Linked DNA regions of Zea mays: all the other regions are linked to region 2. Evidence: chromatin contacts called from public Hi-C data. All regions are on one chromosome and are shown on one strand. Each heading gives the region's core, a stretch centred on a gene start, on an enhancer-like site or on the middle of the called end of the contact. The rest is flanking DNA. Distances are from core to core; before and after follow the strand shown.

Region 1 (3,596 bases), core at 1,023-3,522, 330 kb after region 2:
AGGTTCGTTTATGGGTGGATATAATCCGAGCCGTGTGTTTCTGATCCAGCGGCTCACGATCATCGAAACCCCTTCGGTTGTGGTCTTTTTCATAAGAGCCCCTATAGTTTTAGAATATAAACCCGCCGTCCCCTTAGGTTCAAAGAACCTCGCAAACAAGTCCTAAAATTCGTAATCAGACCCCTGTACTTATAGAGAATCATACCTGCCGTCCACTAAGGATTATAATTTATATAAAACGAATTTGAAAATGATTTTTGGTAAAAAAAACATAATTCTAGAAACTTTGGAAATTCATAGTTGTCACATTTCAACTCCAAATTACTCCGTTCAAATTGTGTTAGCTTTATAAAAATATTTTCTATACAGTAACAACAATATTTGTAGTATATCCTATAGTTTTATTATTGGAAATTGTTTAAACCTAGGTTTAGTAGATTAAATTTGCTAATCAAAATAACCTATCTATAATTATAAATCTAACTAAAACATGGTTATAACCTATACTAAAGTTGAGTTGGTTATTTCTTTGTAATAAGTTTCTCACATGATTTATAACATAGAAGATATTATTACCATTTAATCACCTATAAACTCTAAAAAACCATATCTTTTCAACCATAACTCCGAACTTAGTGATTTTCGAACCTATGATCTCATAACAACGCGTAGAACATTCTTACGCTATTTGTGCTCATGTTTGGTGTAATGTTATTTTTATGTACCCCTTATCTTTTTGTATGTATTGCTACGGGTAGCAGTCAGGTCACGAGAAACCCGAAGACTAATTTGGAAAAGTACCTGGAAACTCGAGTCACAGGCAAGTTGTGCACTTGATCACTCTTCTTTACCTAATAATGTTCTCTGTTAATCAATGTGACATGCTTAAGATAATTTGATGGGACCTAAAAGGTTTCCCTATATTTGTTTACCCCACCCCTTGCAAACAAATGAATTATTGGGTAGAGTAGCGATTACACTACCTAGTTTTGGGATTAATGTTACATTTGAATTATGATCATGTTCGTATTATGATGTTGTTTTAATTATTATTCATGACAAGATCATTATGTTAATTAGAACATGGAGCTTAACTTGAGATAACAGTGCTACCACAAGTGTGGTATGGGACGCCCTTGGCTGACTAATTAGGAAAGCTAGCGGAGACCTACCTTACCCGAAAGGGGCAATGGCGGTAGAGGAGTTGTGGTATAGGGAGGTTCTCAGGTCGATCATGCCGCGATGACTTTTCGAATGAGGGATTCCTATATTGCCCTTCTCAGAAACCGTAGCGGGTTTTCTGAAGCTTGTGGAACTTTGTAAAGGCCTCGTAGTGATACCCTGCCTCGTCTCCTCGACAGAGATGAATGGGCAGTCACGATCCCTTGGCAAATGGGTAACTCGACTTGTGGGAAAAGGGAGCAACCTTTGCAGAGTGTAAAACTGGTATATCAGCAATGCTCACGGTCAAGAGCGACTTAGGACTCTCGCATGATTAATTTATAGAACTAAACTCAAACTATCATTTGCATTGCATTGTGGGTGTTATTATTAATTGTGATCTCTTATTTAATTGGGTTGGTATCTACTTATACTTAGTAACTGCTAATAAAATTTTGACCAATTTTAAAAGCAATGCTTAGCTTTAACCATCTTCTTTTGTAAGCCTTACACTTCACATGGCCCCCACCGTAAGTGAGCTCATGCACATTATTCCCCACAACTTGTTGAGCGATGAAAGTATGTGAGCTCACCCTTGTTGTACTCACATCCCCATGTAAAGAACAGGTACTGTAGAATGAGGAGCATGAATGATGTCGCGATGAGTTCGTGAGAGGTCTAGGTCGTCGTCTCCTAGTCAACTATGATTTCTAGATTGTTGTATTTGTATGATGTTATTATTTAACTATTTTGTACATAACTCCATTATATATTAAAGATGTGACGTTTGTTTCTGTAACATGAGTCATCATATGTGTGAGACTTGATCTTAGTACACATTTAATTTGCCCCCGGTTTTACCCCTTAAATCCGGATGCGACACAATTCTCCCATGATCTAATCTTGATCGTCGTTCACAAAACAGATGACCACCGATCGATCCTACCCAACCGTTAACCTCGATCTAATCTCTACCGTATATCGCGAGATCTATGGTCGCGATTTTCAACTAAACAGAGCCCAAGCACAATCGCACGTTACCCGATCGACGCCCCAGATTTAACTGGGCGAAGAGGTATAGATACGTCTAATCTCCACCATCCAAATCTAGATGGATGGTCGAATGATCATCTTCTCCCTCCCAGCGGCAGAGTATAGCCGTGCACACCCAGCTGCGGCGGGGCCTCACCGGCGATGAGTCGATCTGGCGCCCAGGCCCTCTTGGATTCCTCTAGTGACTTGGAATTGAAGAGGAAGGTAACGCGAATTCGTCAAGGGAGTTTCTTACTGATGACGGCGGCGCGACGCGCATTGTCCACGGGAAGGGGAGGAACCGCCGAGACCAATGACTACCTATGAGAAATTCCACCGGTCTCGGATGAATCTACGCCCGATTACCCGCCCGAGCACGGTACCCGGCTACTTATGAACCACCACGAGCAATCCTTAGGTCACCGTCAGCATTGGACGCAAGACGCGGATGCGGCGGCTCGGCAAGGTGGTGGTGGCTGGAGAACGGGGTGCCTCTGCAAACGATGGCGAACGAAGGCCCCGAAGGCAGCGATCACGTTATATATCCTTGGTCCCAGGCTTCACGCCAGCTGGCGGCAATGGATTCCGTAGCCGGGAGAAAGGGAAGGAGGTTGCAGCCGCCACGGTTTTCCTGGGCTTCGAGAAGATCTACACGGGTGTTTCCTGACGTGCGAGGCCCACGTGACAGTCATAGACGAACGCGCGCGCGGGCATCTGGTGAACGGGCCCGGTCCGTCAGGGGGCTGGAAAGCGAGCGTGGTGGTGCGGCTGTCCGGTGGGCCCTTGTTATCAGCGACAAGCCGAGTGCCAGCGAACTGGGCCGAGGGGGTTTCGGGCCAATGGCAGTGTTACATTTTTTTTGTTTTTATTCTTCTCTTCTATTTCCAAATTCAAGGATTCAAAATAAATTTAAATTTCTGTTTTGAACTTCGGCCTTCCAAATATCCAATAATATCCCGATATGAATAATACTTCTAATATTTGCAATAATATTATTTATTTTATTTTTTTCTTCCCATTCTTTATTTCTTTTGTTCCCATATTTTCATATCTCAAATTTTAATTTGAAGCTAGATTTGTTTTAAATAGATTTGTTTTAAATATAAGTTTGAGTTTGATGCACAAACAAAGAAATTACATCATGATGCATAAGTTTCTGTAGTTTATAAGGTACAGTTGCCAAAGGATCTTTCCATAATGCACGACATGTTTCACATATCTCAGTTGAAGAAATGTCTTCGGGTTCCCAAACAGGTTGTTGAGATTTCAGATGTTAACCTTGGACCAGGTTTAACCTACTTGGAATATTCCATAAAGGTTTTGGATCAAAAGGATCGGGTTACTTGAAGAAAAGTTATCAAGTTTTATAAGCTACAGTGGAACCAACCCATGGAAGGTGAAAC
Region 2 (3,123 bases), core at 23-2,522:
TGCATGGCCGAAAAAGATTACTTATTCTTGCTAGCCCAAACTCAGTACTTGTACATCCGGTGCTGCTGAAACAACAAATCAAAGAATGCGACACGACTGGAGCTACATTTACATGACACCATTCTTTCATCGCCCACTGCAAAATAAGTAGCTACTACTAAGACCGTCGACGACGATCGAATCGATGCCTGGTTTCTACTTTCCACGACTAGGGATCGTGCTTGGTTTTGATGCCCCACGGACGTCCCAACAAACCTCGCTCCCTCACCGGAGCTTGCACTCGGCGGGCACGCCCTGCGGGAAGCGCTTGGCGTCGGCGCAGTAGTTGTAGATCATGAACTTGCGCTGCACCCAGCGCATGCGGCGGTAGCTCATGTCGCTGAGCTGCTGGTTCCACCAGCCGCGGCCGGAGCCGGCACCCGCGACGGCGGCGGCCTCCATGGTGCCCTCAGGGCAGCGCTGCCTGCCGCCGTCCCAGACGCAGGCGTCGGCGCTGAAACCGCGGAAGGAGGCGACGAAGGGGGCCTTGGACCAGTCCGCCTTGACGCGCCCGCCCTGCGTGGCCCAGTCGTCGGCGTTCCACAGGCTGGCGTACAGCCTCATGGGCTGCGTCCTCGGGAACGCCACCCCGCGCGCCTCGTGGTTCTTGAAGTCCCGCACCGGGGTGCCGTCCACCGCGAAGATCACGTGCTGCGGGTTCCACAGGATGGAGTAGGTGTGGAAGGCAGTGGTAGGGTCGAACCAGAGGCGGAACTGCTGCTCCCGCTGGCCCTGTCCGCGCGTGAACACGTTGGTGTGCAGCGTGTAGGGCTCCCCGCTCACGTTGCCCAGGAACTCGAAGTCGATCTCGTCGTGCGCGTCGCCCTGGGACGACAGGTAGAAGGTGGTGACCGTGCCACGGAGTTGCCTGGCACCAGCTTGATCTGCATGTCGATCTTGCCGAACAGGTACTCGCTCTTGGACTGGAACCCGGAGCCGGACGTGCGGTCCAGCGTCAGGTCCAGCCCGCGCCCGCCGTCCACTACCTTGCCGCGGCCATCGCCCCAGGTCATCTCTGTGTCCTGGTAGAAGTTGCCGCCCTGCGCGGTGCCCGCCAGCTCCAGCCAGGCCACGACCGCCGACAGAAAGACAGGAGCAAACGACCTCATCGTCGCTTCCGATCCTCCCTTCTCAGCGGCGGATTGCAGGCAGCTCTATACCCGCCCTCTAGTAGAGCAACTAGCTAGTGACAGTGTCGAGCGAGCGTTGCTGTGTGTGTTGGATATGGAACTTGGATAGTAGATTGGTGTGGGGGTGGTATTTATACTGGAGGTCAGGAGCGCCCGGGGCCAGTTGCTTAGCCGTGGCAGGCAGCCGCGGCCGGGCACGGACAGCTGGTGGTGAACCAACGGGCGAGTGCCGGCCGGGCTGGCGCGTCCCCGGCGCGGAGGAGTAAATGTGGGAGCGGGTAGATTTGGGAGATGGCATGGCACGGTTGGCCGCGCACTGGATCCAGTCGAGCGAGCCTGGCCCTGGACCTGTCCGCCGCGTAGGTACACGCCGTGTGGGGGCCGGGCCCGTCCATCATCCATTCATCTGCGATCCGGCGGCATCATCCGCGAAAGGGGTGCGGAAAGTGCGTGGCGTGCAGCCTTTTGCGCGGCTCCTTTGGTCTTGCCGCGTCCGGTCGCCGTGTGGGTCACTTTACAGCGAGGCCACGGCTGGTGGTTGCACTGGCCAGTGGGCAGGCGGCTTGCTTGCCCCGCTCGTGCCGCCTGTGCGGCTGTGCCGCATTGCGCCGTTGCCCTTCCGCACACATGCCTGCTTCGTCCTGCACGCGTGGATGCAATGCGGCGGAACTAGAACTGCAAAAGGGTGAGGAGTTGTTTAGAAGCAAAATACTTTTAGAGTTTTAAGGTAAAATCACGGTATTAAGGTCTTGTTGTCATACCTCCGGCTCTAAAAAATTTAATGGAATTGGTAAAGCAAGTCATTAGATGCTCCAGAAAATTATGAAGCTAGAATTGTAAGTCTTTATAAGAAACGTTTATTATTTAGACTAAAAATATTTTTTAAAACTATTTAAATTGATATTATAAACTACAGCTCCACGCTAGAGTTGTTTGGTGTGTTTGACTATATTGTAAAAATTTGTGTTTTGAATTCCAAAGTTTTGTAGATAGCATGGACTTTTTGGAGTATTTTAAACTCCACTCCAACCCAGAGTTTTTGGTCGATGACTAGCCTTGCACATGTATACTAAATAACATAGTTTGAGATACTTTCTCTCCAAACACGTATTGCTAAAAGTGACGTAAAAAATACTACGACTATGACATGACATCTTAAAACCCGTAATATTTTAAAACCATGGTTTTGAAATATTTTGCTTTCGAACACTCCCTGATTGTTGAGGCTTCGTTTAACAGTTTTTGGACCTTTTGTGAAAAAATCGTGTCGGGGACCATAATTAGGGGTACCCTCAAGACTCCTAATTCTCAGCTGGTAACCCCCATCAGCATTAAGCTGCTAAGGCCTGATGGGTGCGATTAAGTCAGGGATCGGTCCATTCGAGCGACTCGATCACGCCTCGCCCGAGCCTAGCCTCGGACAAGGGCAGCCGACCCCGGATGGTTTCCGTCTCGCCCGAGGCCCCCCTCCAACGGCAGACACATCTCCGGCTCGCCCGAGGCCCTGCCTTCGCTAAGAAGCAACCCTGACTAAATCGCCGCACCAACCGACCAAATCGCAGGAGCATTTAATGCAAAGGTGACCTGACACCTTATCCTGACGCGCGCCCTCCGGCAGAGCCGAAGTGACCGCCGTCACTTCTCCGCTCCACTGACCGGTCTAACAGAAGGACAGCGCCGCCCGCGCCACTCCGACTACAGCGCCACTTGACAGAGTGAGACTGACAGGCAGTCAGGTCCTGCCAAAGGCGCCATAGGAAGCTCCGCCCGACCCAGGGCTCGGACTCGGGCTAAGTCCCGGAAGACGGCGAACTCCGCTCCGCCCGACCCAGGGCTCGGACTCGGGCTAAGTCCCGGAAGACGGCGAACTCCGCTCCGCCCGACCCAGGGCTCGGACTCGGGCTAAGTCCCGGAAGACGGCGAACTCCGCTCCGCCCGACCCAGGGCTCGGCCC
Region 3 (3,194 bases), core at 266-2,765, 280 kb after region 2:
CGATGCATATGACAAATTGAGTTTAATTCCATAAGTTAATCATGTGAGAGTCCTCAGCTGCTCATGACCGCGAGCACAGCTAGTTTACCAGTTTTACACTTTGTAGAGGTTGCACATCTTTACCCACAAGTCATGCTACCCATTTGCCAAGGGGTCTATAAGTCCCATTCATCTCTACCAAGGAGACAATGCAGGGTAGCACTACGAAGCCTTTCCAAAGTTCCACTAGTTCGAGAAAACCTGCTACGGATTCAGGACGAAGGAAGCATAGGATTCCCTCGTCCAGAAAGCTAAACAAATAGTCTGACCCGAGAACCTCCCTATACTCTGCAGTGACGCGTTCCTTCTTGCCCCTTTCAGGTAAGGTAGTCTCTCCCTAGCTTTCCTAATTACTTGGCCAAGGGTGTCCCATTCCACCCTTGTGGTAGCACTGTATTCTCAAGTTAAGCTTCATGTCCAATTAACACCATAGTATTATCATGAACATTAAAGAGTAGAATAACAATAATAAAGTATGATCATGAAGCATATTTATCTTAACACCCAAAACCACATAGAGCAAGAGCAGTGACTACCCAAAAGTTTAGTGGTGATCAAGGCAATAAGTAAAACAAACTAGGGTGACCTATTGGGTCCCATCAAAATTAAGCCTAAAAATGCCACAGTAATTATATAGAACATTATTGGGTCAAGAAAAGTGGTCAAGGGCACAACTTGCCTTCAATGAGCTCCTGCTCAGTATTTTCCAACTGCTGAGTATCGAGATCCTCGGTTGCTTGCTCGTCTACTCTCAACAATACAAACAAACATGTTATAGTTGAAATTAACATCACACCAAACATCAGAACAGAATGCATGATAATATTCTATGCATCGTAACGAAATCTTAGGTTAGAGAACCACTAAATTTGGAGTTATGGTTAAAGAGTTATGATTTTCCGAAGGTTTAGGTGTTATATTTAAAAAAAATTAAGTGTATAATTTTATCCTAAGTTTCATAACAAAATAAAGTTACCAAAAAATAAACAATATTAATATGTATTTAATGCAACTAGAATCGTAAAAAAAGGAGTTAAAATGGATTAATTATAAATTAAACAAGTTTCTAGAATTGTTTTCATACTAAAAATCATTTTCAATATTAATTTACTATTTTCCTGATTGCCTATGGACTGCGGACGCAAAAATTTGAAAGCTCACAGATCAACTTGTAATTTTCGGGACCTCTCTGTGATGTTTCTCGTGTCTAGGCGGACGGCGGGTTAATTCTTACTATTACCGGGGATTCATATGTAAATTTCCCTAGTCGAAGGGTGTTGGATTTGAATCATACAGCTCAGATTAGATCGATCATATAATAAACGGAGCGCAGCGCAGACCACTGGATCTGAGATCTACGGTCCGGATTCTAAATGACTGAGATTGATGTACCCATTGGATTATAGATCTATGGCCTGGGTTCTATTGGACGAAGGGGTAAGCTATCTTCTAATCCCAGCCGGTTGCCATGAAATCAACGGCTGGCGGCTTCTCTTCTCCTACCGGCCCCAGGACACGGCGGCGCCCACTCCGTGCGGCGGCGACTACGCTGGTGAACTGCGGTCCCGCGCCCAAGGACACTACCCCCGAGCCCGATAGCATCAACGCGAGGGTGGGGAAGTCGATCACAGTGCCGGCACATAAAGGCCCAGAGCACACGCCGTTGAGATCTGCCACACTGGAATCCCCGGATTCTGTTGCAACGGCCGCTCCCCGAGCTAGGAGCCGGAAGCTCGACTTGATCCAGCGGGCCCACTCGTCGGCGATAAAGCTAATGCAGGTGCACGCGGTTGAGAGGGTGAGTAGCGACCCCACGAGTGGCACGCGCGACGGGTGGCTGACAGACCAGGCCCGCTTGTCAGCGCCGGGTTGCGCGAGCAGGATATGGGCCACGCGAAAGGATGACTGTTTTGGGCCGTGGTTCGACTTTGGGCCCAAGCTGGCGCTGGTATTCATTCCTTTTTCTTTTATCACTTCTATTTCTCTTGTTTTTGTTTTCCAAGGTTCAAACTCAATTTGAATGCATTTCAATTTCTGGTTGCTCGAACCAAATGCCACAAACAAAAGATACCAGCATGAAATGCACTTTTCTTTATTTATTGGTTACCTAACTAATTTGATTCCATTAATTTAATATGAAAAAAGGAAAGGAAACCAAATAATCTCCAAAGGTTCCATAATCACAAAAACACTATCACATAAATACATTTGTTCATTTATTTTTATTATTTTTCTCTTATACAAAATTTGGGCTTTACAGTATAGTGCCAAGCTGGTCAACAAATAATGGTTAAGGCAAGGCATTGCTTTTAATAAGTTGGTCAAATTTTATTAGCAATTACTAAGTATAAGTAAATATCAACCCAAATAAATGAGATCATAATTAATAATAAAACCACAATGCGATGCAAATGACCAATTAAGTTTAATTTCATAAGTTACGCATGTGAGGGTCCAAGCCGCTCATGACCGTGAGCATGACTGATATACTAGTTTTACACTCTGCAGAGGTTGCGCATCTCTACCCACAAGTTGTGTTACCCATCTGTCACGGGGTTGTACGGACTCCATATAGCTCTACCGAGGAGGTGAGGCAGGGTAGCACTACGAGGCCTTTACAAAGTTCCACTACCTTCAGAAAACACGCTACGGTTTCTGAGAAGAACGACGTAGGAATCCCTCGTCCAAAAAGTCATCACAGCATGATTGACCAGAGAAACTCCCTATACCACAACTCCTCTACCGCCCTTGCCCCTTTCGGGTAAGGTAGTCCTCCACTAGCTTTCCTAATTAGTCAGCCAAGGGCGTCCCATACCACCCTTATGGTAGCACTGCTATCCCGGGTGGTCGCTCTATTTTTCAATTAACACAATGATCTTGTCATGAACAATAATAAACCAGCAATAATAATGAAACATGATCATAAATCAGTATAGCATTAATCCAAAACCATGTAGAGCAATAGCATGTCTACCCAATAGTTCATTTGTTTGCAAGGTGTGGGGTAAACAAAACTAGGGTAACCTATTAGGTCCCATCAAAATTTACCTATACAAATCATAATGATTAATATGAATATTATTGGGTAAAGAAAGGTGATCAAGGGCACAACTTGCCTTCAACGAGCTCCTGCTCAGTAGTTTCCACCTGCTGAG

What was found. A called contact is a pair of places that touch in the nucleus more often than the background predicts.
Region 1: a contact with region 2 is called in a Hi-C map of tassel, with 3 times the contacts expected there. The contact joins the enhancer-like site here to the promoter of LOC100284736 in region 2. A contact is called at or near these places in 2 of 25 Hi-C or Micro-C datasets (ear and tassel).
Region 3: a Hi-C map of ear shows a contact between it and region 2, with 2.3 times the contacts expected there. The contact joins the enhancer-like site here to the promoter of LOC100284736 in region 2. A contact is called at or near these places in 2 of 25 Hi-C or Micro-C datasets (ear and tassel).

Annotation. Positions count from the first base shown.
Region 1 is chr8:53,960,432-53,964,027 of Zm-B73-REFERENCE-NAM-5.0, reverse strand. No RefSeq gene overlaps it. Among protein-coding and RNA genes, the nearest start is that of LOC103635202, 30 kb to the right of the region's middle. Within about 2 kb of position 2,272, at least 17 of the 20 cell types and tissues checked have an H3K27ac peak or open chromatin away from gene starts, as enhancers often do. A contact at or near this core is called in ear and tassel, where this site is marked.
Region 2 is chr8:54,294,462-54,297,584 of Zm-B73-REFERENCE-NAM-5.0, reverse strand. LOC100284736 (xyloglucan endotransglucosylase/hydrolase protein 23) reads right to left here and starts at 1,272. Exons shown (of 2, transcript NM_001157631.2): 1 at 901-1,272; 2 at 32-898. The coding sequence starts at 1,148. The coding sequence ends at 265.
Region 3 is chr8:54,014,007-54,017,200 of Zm-B73-REFERENCE-NAM-5.0, reverse strand. No RefSeq gene overlaps it. Among protein-coding and RNA genes, the nearest start is that of LOC103635202, 83 kb to the right of the region's middle. Within about 2 kb of position 1,515, at least 18 of the 20 cell types and tissues checked have an H3K27ac peak or open chromatin away from gene starts, as enhancers often do. A contact at or near this core is called in ear and tassel, where this site is marked.